Linked DNA regions of Zea mays: region 1 is linked to region 2. A link is a contact called in public Hi-C data. All regions are on one chromosome and are shown on one strand. The core of a region is the stretch at or near the end of the contact, and the rest is flanking DNA. Distances in the headings are between cores, read along the strand shown. Region 1 holds the start of LOC103646014 (sirohydrochlorin ferrochelatase, chloroplastic). Region 2 holds the start of LOC103646012 (putative ABC transporter C family member 15).

Region 1 (6,167 bases), core at 682-3,181, 240 kb after region 2:
TTCTGATGATGACCGTCCGGTTCAAGAAATGACCGAGCAAGAAATTGAACTCATAAGACGTTTGTGTCCGGAGCGTGACCCTGCAGTACATGAATTTAGCAGTTTAAGTAATTCCACCCGTGCATATGCTGAAGGACGTGACGATGAACTGCTAGAGGCTCCGGATAACGCCGACAGCATTGAGATTAAGGTAGGCTTACTTTTCAAGGACCTGCCTACACTGAGACGATGGCTACAGGAATATTCTGTGAACCGCAAGAGACCGTTCAAGGTGAGACATTCGTATGCACAACGTCGTTACACCGTTGTGTGCGAGGTGTCGGAATGTAATTGGAGGGTATGTGCCCGAAGGCAGAAGGACACCGGAAAGTTTAAGATCACCAAAATTGTAGGTCCACACACTTGTGCCCAGACAGAGCTGAGCTCTAAGCATCGTCAGTTGACATCTACCCTGATTGCGAAAAGGATATTGGGGATATTGAAGGGTCAGCCAAACTTGAAGGTGAAGTCAATTATGACCATGACTTCAGAGCTGTTTGGTTACAGGATCAAATATGGGAAAGCATGGAGGGCAAAGCAGCGAGCATGGAAGATGATATACGGGGATTGGGAGGAGGGTTATGAGAAGTTACCAACATTGTTCAATGCAATGAAAGCAAAAAACCCAGGCATGCATTACGAGTACATCCCCAAACCTAATGAATGGAGGAACGACAGAGAGATATTTTTTCGTGCTTTCTGGTGTTTCTCGCAGTGCATAGAGGCCTTCAGGCATTGTCGTCCCGTGCTCTCTATTGATGGTACTTTTCTGCTTGGGAAGTATAAGAGCACATTGTTGGTTGCCATATCATGCAACGCAGACAACGCACTGGTTCCTTTGGCATTTGCTTTGGTGGAGAGGGAGAACAGAGATAGTTGGTCTTGGTTCTTGCGGCTTGTACGCATCCATGTCGTAGGCCCTGGACGCGAGGTTGGTGTCATATCTGACAGACACCAAGGTATTCTTAATGCAGTGCAAGAGCAGATTCCTGGCTACGCACCCATGCACCACAGATGGTGCACTCGACATCTAGCAGAAAATCTTCTTCGAAAGGACCATAGCAAGGCTAACTTCCCCCTTTTGAGGAGGTATGTCGACAGTTGGAGGTTTCGTTTTTCGAGGATAAGTTGAAGGAACTAAAAGATGCAACAAATGCTGAAGGTAAGAACTGGATTGCTGGATTGCTGAGGGAACCGCAGAAATGGACAAGGGCCTATGACGAAGGTGGCTGGCGGTTCGAGTTTCAGACTAGCAACATGGCCGAGTCATTTAACAGTGTGCTCAAGGGTATACGGGGCATGCCAGTCAATGCTATAGTAACATTCACTTTTTATAGGCTAGTGGCTTGGTTTAATGATAGACACGCGCAGGCCAAGGCAATGCAGACCCGAGGGCAGAGATGGGCACCTAAACCAACATCTACAGCAGGACTGAGCTCCTCGCGATCGACGCGGGACACGTTTGAGGACGTGGCCCACGACGACGAGGACGACGACGACGACGACGACGACGACGACGCTGGCGCTGGCACCGCAGGTCAGGTGGAGATTGGACCATCTCAGTTGCAGGATGCTCCTACAACTCAGCCATCACATCTGACACCACGTAGAAGACGTCCACGAGACCCTTACACTCCAGGCACCGACGCTCTTGGGGCCAAGGGCAAGGGTAAGACTAGGAGGAAATGAATACTTTTGTGATGTTGGTCTTATCCTGAAAACTGTGTGATGCTGGAGACGTTGGACTCATGCTGTGTTAGCTCGGCGCCACAGCCTATGGCGCCGAGCTTCGGGTCCAAACATGCAAATAAAATTTCTGGGGGTCCAAACGTAAATTTTTGTCACGAAAGGGGCTAAAAAACAAAAAATTCGGCTCCTTCTCCCCCTGACGAAACGTTTCACGTGAGCAAACCTGGGCGTATTCCTCTCTCTTTCCTCATCCTCATCCGAGTGGCTCTCTCCTTGTGCTGTGGCGGCGGCGGCGCCCGGCTCTGCTCGGACGGACTCCACCGAAGGCGCTCGGCTCCCCTCGGGCTGCACCTGCGACGGCCGGCCCTCTGACTGCACCGACGGTGCCCGCCCCCCCTCGGCATCCACCAGCGGTGCCCGGCTCCAAGGTATACAGCAGCGGCGCCCTGTGTCGAGATCTCCCTTGTCTCCCTTCCCTCTAGCGTTTTCCTGATTTGAGTGACAAGATGATTAGAAGCTGTTGTTTTATGTGTTACCCAAGATTTAAATAAGCTAGTGTTAGAAGCTGGTGTTTTATGCTATCAAATGAACTAGTGTTAGATCGGCTTTATTACATAAGCGGATTCCTAAATTTTGTCCCATATCGTGGTATAATGAAGCAGTTTTTTTTAGTTGTATCGACCCAGTCGCTCACTAATTGATCTTTACGGTGTTTTCTCTATCAATTTCAGCTTTATCCATAGAATAGTAGTATAGGCTCTACTTTCTTCCTATTTTGATTCTCGTGAAGTGTCCTTCCTTCCTACAGCTGATAGGGTAAAATCGTTGTTTTGACGATCCCTATGTAGAAAGCCCTCTTTTCTAGTATTCACTAGAAAATTTCCTCCTTTCTTTTTTTTCTTCTTTCTATAGTGGAGATAGTCGCAGCCGCTGTTGGATGGAGATCGTAGTTATTTTGATGTGTTATGTTATCTTAAACAAATGTTCAGGTTTAGATGTGTACTGTTATCTGAAACAAATATTCAGAACTGAAAATGTTGAATCTGTTAAAGTGCACATGTTACTAGTTTCTGTTATTGTGCACAGGCTGCAAATGTTCAGCACATGTGGCCGCAATGTCCACAGGTTTCAAATGTCCCAACTGGACCTCGCCCTCACGTACGGGAGTGCCCAGGACTTGTCAATATATGCCAGCTGTGCGGCGAGCCCGAGCTGAGCGGCGTATAGATTTCTTGCCCTTGATTCGATCAAGGGCAAAAGTGTCCGGTCACTAGCTGCTAATATAATAAAATAAGGTTATGTTTGAAATAACCCCTAAGTGACATTTTGTCTGCAAGACAATGTTTGAGAATGGTGGATCAGCGAAACATGTTTACATAATGGCATTTGGGTGAAACACAGTTCCCATAATAGCATAAATCCAAATTTCTCTCCAGCAGTCCCCGCCGCCACTCCGACCGTCCTCTAGCAGCTCCGTCCGGTGGTCCGGCCAGCTGCCTAGCTCCCTCCGACCGTCCGGCCAGCACCGCCTCCTGCTCGCGGTCTCGCCCAGCTCCTCCGCCCTCCGCTGAGACGCAGATCTTGGTGCGGCAGGGCACCACAGAGGCTGTGCGTGTGTTGGTGGCCTGGTGCTAGCAACCGAGGTACACGCTCCCAGCTCCCCATGGCCCACTTGATTTTGCCTGTTTATGCGCTCCGTTGTTTTTTGGGCAATTTCAGAGCATTGTCAGCTATTGGCTTAGGGTCAAAGTCATAAATGCCGCTACCACACTTGGAAGTGCACTTACATCTTCTGATCGTCCCATTCATCTATTATATTTTTGTTTCTTTCTTTATAGTTTTATGTTTTAATTAGCTTACATCATCAGTGTTTTGTCTGTCTATAATAAATTTCAACTGTTTCTAAGCTCACATTTCATAATCACAAGCCTATTGTCAAATCTGGTGCTAGTTAACTGCTGAAAGATACTACCTTAAATATATGATGTCGTTGATTTTTTTTTGAAAACTTTGACCTATCGTCTTATTCAACAAAAAATTTGAAATATTATTTATTTTGTTATAATTTGTTTTATCACTTAAGGTAGTTTGAGCGTGACTTGAAATTTTAGATTCTCAAATAAATATTTCGAATAAGACGAGTGGTCAAAGGTTTTTAAAAAAGTCAATGACGTTATATATTTAAAAACGGAGGGAGTACTATGGATCATGAATGATGTATTGTATGCAAATCGGCTCGGGGCGTCACTAAATCCTGGATCCGCCACTGGACGCAGAGCCAGTGTCCAGCCTGCCAGCTCAGCCCGGCGCCAACCGCCCAGCGGCTGGCTCGGGCAGCGGCCAGTGGCCAACAGCCGACAACCATACCTCGTTTCGTCGGCGTCCTCCGCCACTGCCCCCAACTATGCACCCTGTTCCAGTCCCCTCCCAGCCCTTTACCGCAACTCCTGCAAAAAAACTTGTTTCAAGGTGATCCATTTATCTAACCTCTTGGCAAATTGTGCGATCTGCTATTGTTCCTGTGTCTCTGCTTCTCATAACGTATCTGTTTTTTCTTGGCATTAGGAGCACTGCTGTGAGGAAGGCCATCCATTTTGTCAACCTGCGGACAGCTGGAAGGTCTAGTGGAAACCTGGCTATGAACTCCGTACCGAAACCAGCACTTGGGTCCGAAACATCTTGGAGGGAGGATTTTGCTGTGGGGGATAAGGATGCTGTGGTCATTGTTGATCATGGGTCAAGACGCCAAGAATCCAATCTCATGCTAAGTAATAAACCTGATTTTTTTGCAAGGCATATCTTTTGCAATCATGGTGCTTTTACTGTGTCTTGATTTGTGTATTAACAAATGCAGATGACTTTGTTGAGATGTTCCGGGCGAAGACTAGCTATAGTATTGTTGAGGCTGCTCATATGGTATTTTTTGTCGCTCTAGCCTTTTTATACCTTCTGTTTTTTCTTTGTGAGAAAGGGAAACATTTAATTTATTAATGCACTTAAAGCTTCTAGAACCATCCATGTTTTTTTTGTACAAATCAGTACCATGCCTGTTCGATTGGGAAATTAATGCTGCTGATTGGACTCAGTTAAGTGCAATATTAAGGGCCTGCTTGAATCATTGAAATTGAAATTCATTCTAATAATTATAATTTTAGGCACAAATCAATTAAGCTAATATTTTTGTATGTAGAATCTATGTTTTCTGGTCGCTCGACCAGCTAGTCGAACTGGGAGACCGACCAGCGACTAATCTCGATTAGTCGTCGACTAGGTCCGACTAATCGAGCTCTGGTCGACCTGGTCGTTTACTGGTCGTCCTGTTCATCCAGGAGACCAGGACCTATGTATATACTATATAATATATACTATTATACTATATAGTAAATAATTATATAACTATATAGTATATATGAACTTCATATACTATATTATGAAGGATAGGGTAAACATGACATGAATTCAGCAATACTGAAAAGTGAAAACAGCAGAGAAACACTTACTAGTTATTAATACTACAAGTCCCAGATACCATAACAGTACCACACAACACACATTACCACCCAGTTACCTAAAGAAGATCTTCATCCAACTGAAATTCATTACCGCTGCCCACAACTTGTGATTCTGGGAAGATCACCTCAACATTATCCTGATGGCGACGACCAAACTCTGTACAAGAATAAGGAATAAGGATGGACTGATGGACTGATGGAGTACAAGAATAAAAATTCAGAAGTCCAGTCCAGATTACACTATTACAGAATGACACAGAAGACAGCACATACAAGGATGGATGATTGAAGGATGAAGGATGAAGATTGAAGAACAGAACTACACAAAAGAATACCTCCAGAAGATGAACTCATGCCGACGAAAAAAACTGGATTCGCGCGTGCTGGAGATTGAAGGATGAAGGATGAAGTCTGGAGTCCGTCGGTGAACTGGATTCGCGCGTGCTGGATTGGAAGTCTGGAGTGGAGCAGTGGACTTTGGAAGCCTGGATTCCAGAACAAGAACTCAAGAACAGCCGCCGAGCAGGTAGGGAATTAGGGAAAGGGAAATAAAGAGAAGACAGAACAGGCGGCTGAGGTTCCATCTTCAGTAGAGGCGGCTGGCGTGTGGCGTTTCAACTGCCTGTAGTCGGGCCGCCCGCCAAAAAAGCCCACGAAGCCAGGAAATCAAAAAACCTAGGTCCTAAACCTAGTCGCCCAGAACCGGCTAATCGAGCGACTAATCGGCCCTAATCGTCGACTAGTCGGACGACCAGGGCGACCAGGTACTCTAGTCGAGTCGGCTGCCTAATCGAGCTCTGCTAACCGACTAGCCCGATTAATCGCGACTAATCGCGATTAGTCGGACGACTTGAAAACACAGTGTAGAATATATTTATATACTATTGTTGGCCATATAAGGAGCGAGCATTTTTGCCCTAGGGGAGC
Region 2 (6,668 bases), core at 1,218-3,717:
TGCATTGATAATTGCTTTCCGTCCTATAAATAGAAACATTGCTCTATAGATCGATAAAGTACTTAAACCATGCCTGTGTTCAACATCACCTATGATCTTTTTAAATGAATCAGAAAGAAACTCAGCAGCGTCTTTGCCATCAACATCTGGCACCTCATTCTTCTCTAGAGGTTTCTTGTATCCGATAGAAAAGACGGGGTTCATCCAGGAGAAGGTGACAAGTTCAAGAATATTTGCTCTTCCATATGGGCATGGCCGTTTGACTTCTGCCTGCTGTCCCACAGATGGATTCAATAGTGCCTCTGTTACGCTGCTGTCTGTGAATCTGATTCCTGTTTTCCCCCTGACTGAAATTGCAAACAGATAAGTGCAAACAACAAGCATGCACATATCGATCCATTCTTCAAATCCTATATCTTCATGGGTTGCCAAAATTGACCTGAGATCAAATACAACGATGGCAACTGATTGTAGAAAGCTAAATATCCACCATGTCCGAATTACCTTTGGAATTTTTGTAGATTTTGCTTTCTGAAAACTGAATACTGCTAGTGACAATATTATCCACGATAGCACCTGCAAACCTTCACAAATAATAAAGGGTGGATACTTGCAATCACTTATTCTTTCATGTAACTGTAGAAATACTGCCCTCAGAACATGACTTCCTAGTATAAGCAGGCAACAAGCTTTGCATGCTTTGTATGAGATGTCCAGCTTTATATCTGTAATCTTGTGTTCCTGATGTTGTTTATTGCTTTCAGGAGCTGAACCCTTCAGTCTCTGTCTCCACCATCTGAATTTCTTGAACAGAAATTGAGCCAATATACTCATGATGAACATCAATTGTATCAGTGCAAAAGTGACCATCCAGAAGCAAGGTGAATATAGGTCTTGCCATTCTTGCATATGATGCAATATAGTAGAACCTGTAATAACAGTTTGCAAATTTCATGTCAAAAAACTTACGCAGGAATACATTCTTGAAGCATCATTTTTCTCTTGTGGATATAATAACATAGGAGCTAGTAGCTGCAATTATGTTACCGGTACTCAAGAAAAGTAGAAACAAACACGTTCTTGTGAGGACTGGACTTCAACTATTTCTTGCAAGCATTATTTAAAATTGTAGATAAGCTGCTAACCATAATCATTGAGAAATTGATTAGCATATAATAAATTGTTAGGAAAAGAGAACAATCAGCACCAATCATTATCATCATGTTTGGGGCGTAGTTCATCTTTGAGTTGGGCTATTCTATTTTTTCAGTTAAGATTTTCTATTTTTGTTGTTTTAGAAACACCAGGATAAGATTTGGCCACATCCAGGACTACAGGTCCATTCTGCTTTTTACTCCTGTCAAGAATGACTGGACAATGCAATTTTCAGTTTTTTTTTTTGGAACTTTCGTCCTTGATTGGCTGCCTTTTAAAGTAGTGACATGGACCACATGTGCTCAAACCTTTCACATTGGCGTTCTCCCTTTCCTGATGGTTTGCTCCCATGAACCAAAACTGGCTAACCGCCAATATTCATGTGCTGACAGAAACATTCTCCGATTGCACTATAAATGTTGGGTCGTTCACTATTCTTTTTCTAGCTACGGTATCTTGTAATGATACCTGAGGCTATAGGAGAAGTTATGTCCTTAACTCCTCGCGATGGAGGGAGTTGGACGCTAGTCATCAGATGGAGCAGAAAGCTAAGCACAGCCCATGACTTACTGTTCCCATCCCAATTTGCTATGTTACGTAAAAAACATACTTGGAATGAACGGACAATTTTTACCGCTGCCTGAGTTATTTTTCGGCCTTGTGATTATCATCTTATATATTGGGGTAAACAAATAGCTAACTCAAAATTACTAGGGCCATCGCACATCTGAACCATGTTTTCTTCATTGGCACAGTTGTAGTCTATGCTGCGCATTCTTCAGCGCCATTTGTTCTGTTTCTGTTCTCCTGATATTTTTCGCAGACATTGCAGAACCAAGGAAGCAGGAGAGGGAAAAGAAACTACAGGTGGGGGCAAACTGGAAAAACCACGGCGCGGTGGTGTGTAGCTAGCTGGCGCATGGAGTCAAGTCGTCTATATGTACATGTCTTGGAGGAGGCGAGGAGTGGAGCGGATTCAGACGACGTTTGCATGCAATTGGTGCAGGCCGCCGGGATGGATCGAAGGAAGCCTTACCTGACGGGTCATCGAGGAAGCCCCCCTGGATGAACAGCTGTTGCACCTGCTTGTTGGGAAGAATCCCCGCGAGAGCAGGCCAGTAGTGCAGGCCCCCCCTCTCCATCGTGTCGCCAGAGAGAGGGAATTGGAGTGGAGGGAAGTGAGACTGTGAGGGGCGGTGTACAAGTGACGATGATATAATAGGAGGGAGGTGGAGACTGGAGGTGCATGACCCCCTGTTTGTTGCGCTTTTGGCGTGGCATGGTGCGGTACGGTGGCCGCAGATCCCGAATATGCAGCTTTCAGTTTTCACAGAACGAGCCCGGCACGGCGGCACCACCTGTGGAAAAAAACAACACCGCTATAGCAGCTGCTACATTTTTTATTTATGATTGGCAGCAGTATGTCCTATTCTCCTGCAGGTTATTTTTTCTTATTTCTGTGCGTATACTAGCTAGCTTCCAGCTGAATATATTGCGGATTTGTGCACGATCAGTAGTTCTGCAGATGAAAATGATTTCTTTGAAATTAAATAACGCCTGTTCGGATCCTTGAATTGAATGCCATTCTAATAATAGTAATTTAGGTAAAAATCAATTAAACTAATATGATTTTATACCCCAGAAGCATCGGTCACGCATCATTCGTTAATTTACCCCAGAAGCGCATGCATGCCTTGACTTAGACACGTGCTAGTGCTACTGCTACGTACGCGGTGGCGTCATAGTCGCAAAGAAACGATTCGCGCGCGCCTGCTGAAAATACAATCTTTGATCTGCTTTTGCAGTAGATGCCAAGGAGTTAATGAAACGAGAGGTCGACAAAACGAGGCCAACGACGTACGTATCCTGTCCTGTCCTGTCCAAGCACATGCCTATCGCCGGTCGTCACCTATATATTATATTAACCATATTATACCGGCAGATGCTTGTGAGATGAAATCACAGAATCATCCCAGACGACCACGTCTGTCGACTACTGTCGTCCGTCGTGCAAAACAAAACGAAAAAAGAAAAAAGAAACAGGAGGTGGTGATGGTAGTGATGTTAAGAACTTTGTTATAAATTGAAGACAGGCAGGAAGACAAAGCCGGCCGCCGAGCCGAGCCGAGCGAGCAGCGGCACATGCAAGCAACCACACGCCTACGGCCTATGTACTACCCTCGTCGCCGCCGGCACACGCACATCGGCACATCTGAGTCTGGACATACAAGACACCGCGCGCCCATGCAGCAGCAGCACTGGACGAAACAAAAAAAAATGCGCGCGGGATACGTGTGGAAGGAGAGCGATCGCGCGAGACGGGAAAGCTTTGCATGCACATCTTTATTTGTGCTGCCTTTTTTTTATTTCTTTCTCTTTTTGCTCAGTGGTGGTGGGCTCACGTACTTTGGCATTATTTGCCAATTGAGTACTTGAGTATCCACTCTTTCCCGTACTAGAAAGAGACTGTGAAGTGTGAAGCCTGCTCGTCATGCATCATTAGCTTCCTTTTGCTGATCGACAGACGACAGCTAGCCTCAATTTGTCTCATCCTCTGACATTATTGGAGCGCATGCATTGGTGCATGTCGTCGTCGTCGTCGTCCTATACGGCTATATATATATATATATATATATATATATATATATATATATATATATATATATATATATATATATATATATATATATATATATATATATAGTATATGTATTTAGAGTCATATGCTCTATTTAACTATAGGAAGCCCCGATCACGTACCGACCAGGTGCGCGACCGCACCGGACCCTTTTTGGCTTATTGTACCTAACTGCTTACGCCAAAATATAATACGAGTTATGCTGATGTGTGTATCAGTTTATGCAAATATAGTCTGCGCATATTACGTGCATCGGGCCCACGATCCGGCCCACGCCACCACTATAAAAACACCCCCACGCCGCCAGGAATTAGGTTTTAGCGGCGGCGGCGGTTCTCTAGGGCGTGCGAGCGGCGGTGATCCTGGGGGCCAGCAGCGGTGTCACCTCGAGGCAGGCGACCGACGGCGGCGCTCCACCAGGAACGAGCGACAACGACGCTCCGAGGCAGGCGAGCAAGCGGTGACGGCGCTCTTGAAGCAGACGGACGACGGCAGCGCACCCTAGGCCCGGTGACAACGGCGGTTGTCCCGTCCGTCTCTGCGATGGCCACCGCCACCGCCGCTCCAGCATCTGTGGCGCGATGACGGATCTGGGGACACGCTCGCGACGGCGGATCCCTGAGGCGCGACGGCGGATCTGGGGACACGCTCGCGATGGCGGATTCCTGTGGCGCGACGGCGAATCTAGGGACACGCTGCGGCATCGGATCCCGAGGGCACGCACGCGGCGGCGGCCCCATGAGGTGCGCACGACGGCGATGTGCCAGCGGTCGCGACGGCGGATTTCCCTAGGCGCTAGCGACGACGGCATCCTCCCTAGGCACGAAGTGGTGGCGCATCCCAGATGCGAGGCGCTGGTTCCGCAGGACGACGATCCTATTTTTATGCTATTTTGTATACATATTTATGCCAATGTCAATAGGTTTTTATGACCTATATTTCAGTTCCATCTATTTGTCTGTTTCTGATATTTCTATTCATTTATGCTAAAATTTATACTCATTTACGCTGTTTTGGTTCACGATTTACACTTAAATCCGCTCGAGCCAGAACCAGTCATTTACGCTGTTTTGGTTCACGATTTACACTTAAATCCGCTCGAGCCAGAACCCGCGCACGATTTTTACGCCGTAATTTGTCCCCATTTGCCGTTACGAAATCAATCGATGATTTACGCTAAAATTCATACTCATTTACGCTGTTTTGGTTCACGTTTTATGCCGAAATCCGCCCGAGACAGCGCCTGTGGCGATTTTCATGCCGTAATTCGAGACCCATTTGTCGTTACGAAACAGATCGATGATTTACGATAAAATTTGTACTCATTTACGCTGTTTTGGTTCACGTTTTACGCTAAAATCCACCCGATCCAGAACCCGCGCACGATCGGGTGCACACGATTTTTACGCCGTAATTTTAGGCTCCGTTTGCTGTTACAAAACAGATATAGGAATTACGCTAAATTTCGTACTCATTTACGCTGTTTTAGCTCACGTTTTACGCTGGAATCCGCCCGAGCCAGAACCCGCGCACGATCGGTTGCATGCGATTTTTACGCCGTATTTTTAGGCCCCGTTTGCTGTTACAAAACAGATATAAGATTTACGCTAAATTTCGTACTCATTTACGCTGTTTTAGGTCACGTTTTACGCTGCAATCCGCTCGAGCCAGAACCAGATCGAGCGCGCGTAGATATACCTGACTGAGGCTTCCCATACTAATGGAAGGCTCCCATTACCATCACCCTATATATATATATATATATATATATATATATATATATATATATATATATATATATATATATATATATATATATATATACGGCGCTGCTAAAATGCACCTGGGTGCATTCTCTATATTGAATGCACCCAGGCGTAAGTCCTGTTTCGCGCGCCTCCCCGCCCTCGCCGCCGCCGCGCGCATCCCTATCCCCGTGCCGCCGCCGTCTCCTCCTTCTTCCTCCGATCCTCTAAACCTAGATCCCACCGCCGTCGAGCGCCTCCCTGTCCTCGCGCCGCCGCGCGCCTCCCTGTCCCCGCGCCGCCGCGCGCCTCTCTGTCTGCGTGCCTCCCTGTCCCCCGCATTAGGTGGGATTGCAAGCACGCATTATGTGTGATTGCAACTGTTGTATAATTTTACTCAAATATCTGTTAAAAAATGTAAACAAAATGATTGCAACCGATGGTGTGTTGTAATTGCAACTGCTGGTGTAGTGTGGATGCAACTGCTGAGTTGCTCTTATGTGATTGCAAGTACTGAATAACTCTGAGAAATTTTGTTAAAAAATATGATTGCAACTGCTGGTCTGGTGTAATTGCAACTGCTGGTCTGGTGTGATTGCAACTTCTATATAACTATGTCCAAAAATCTGTTAAACAAACAAGATTGCAACTACTGATCTGGTGTAATTACAACTGTGGGTCTGTTGTGATTGCAACTTCTATATAACTATGTCCAAAAATATGTTAAACAAACAATAATTGCAACTGCTGTCTGGTGTAATTGCAACTTCTGATCTGGTGTGATTGCAACTTCTATATAACTATGTCCAAAAATCTGTTAAACAAACAATGATTGCAACTGCTGCCTGGTGTAATTGCAACTGCTGGTCTGGTATGATTGCAACTCCTATATAACTATGTCCAAAAATCTGTTAAACAAAACAATGATTGTAACTGTGTCTGGTGTAATTGCAACTGCTGGTCTGGTGTGATTGCAACTTCTATATAACTATATCCAAAAATCTGTTAAACAAAACAATGATTGCAACTGCTGTCTGGTACAATTGCAACTGCAAATCTGGTGTGATTGCAACTTATGTGAAGAGGTTGAGCCGTTCGCGGAGGAGCCGTTCACGGAGAAAGAGGGGCGG

What was found. Hi-C and Micro-C count contacts between places; a contact is called where the count stands out from the background.
Region 1: a contact with region 2 is called in a Hi-C map of leaf, with 5 times the contacts expected there. The contact joins the promoter of LOC103646014 here to the promoter of LOC103646012 in region 2. A contact is called at or near these places in 2 of 25 Hi-C or Micro-C datasets (leaf and tassel).

What each region holds. Positions count from the first base shown.
Region 1 is chr2:14,655,634-14,661,800 of Zm-B73-REFERENCE-NAM-5.0, forward strand. It overlaps LOC103646014 (sirohydrochlorin ferrochelatase, chloroplastic), which reads left to right and starts at 1,932. Exons shown (of 9, transcript XR_004856152.1): 1 at 1,932-2,156; 2 at 3,168-3,371; 3 at 4,294-4,496; 4 at 4,583-4,644. LOC111590820 (a long non-coding RNA gene) reads right to left here and starts at 6,038. Exons shown (of 2, transcript XR_002749932.2): 1 at 5,576-6,038; 2 at 5,198-5,397.
Region 2 is chr2:14,413,346-14,420,013 of Zm-B73-REFERENCE-NAM-5.0, forward strand. It overlaps LOC103646012 (putative ABC transporter C family member 15), which reads right to left and starts at 2,468. Exons shown (of 11, transcript XM_008670752.3): 1 at 2,192-2,468; 2 at 1-929. The coding sequence starts at 2,297.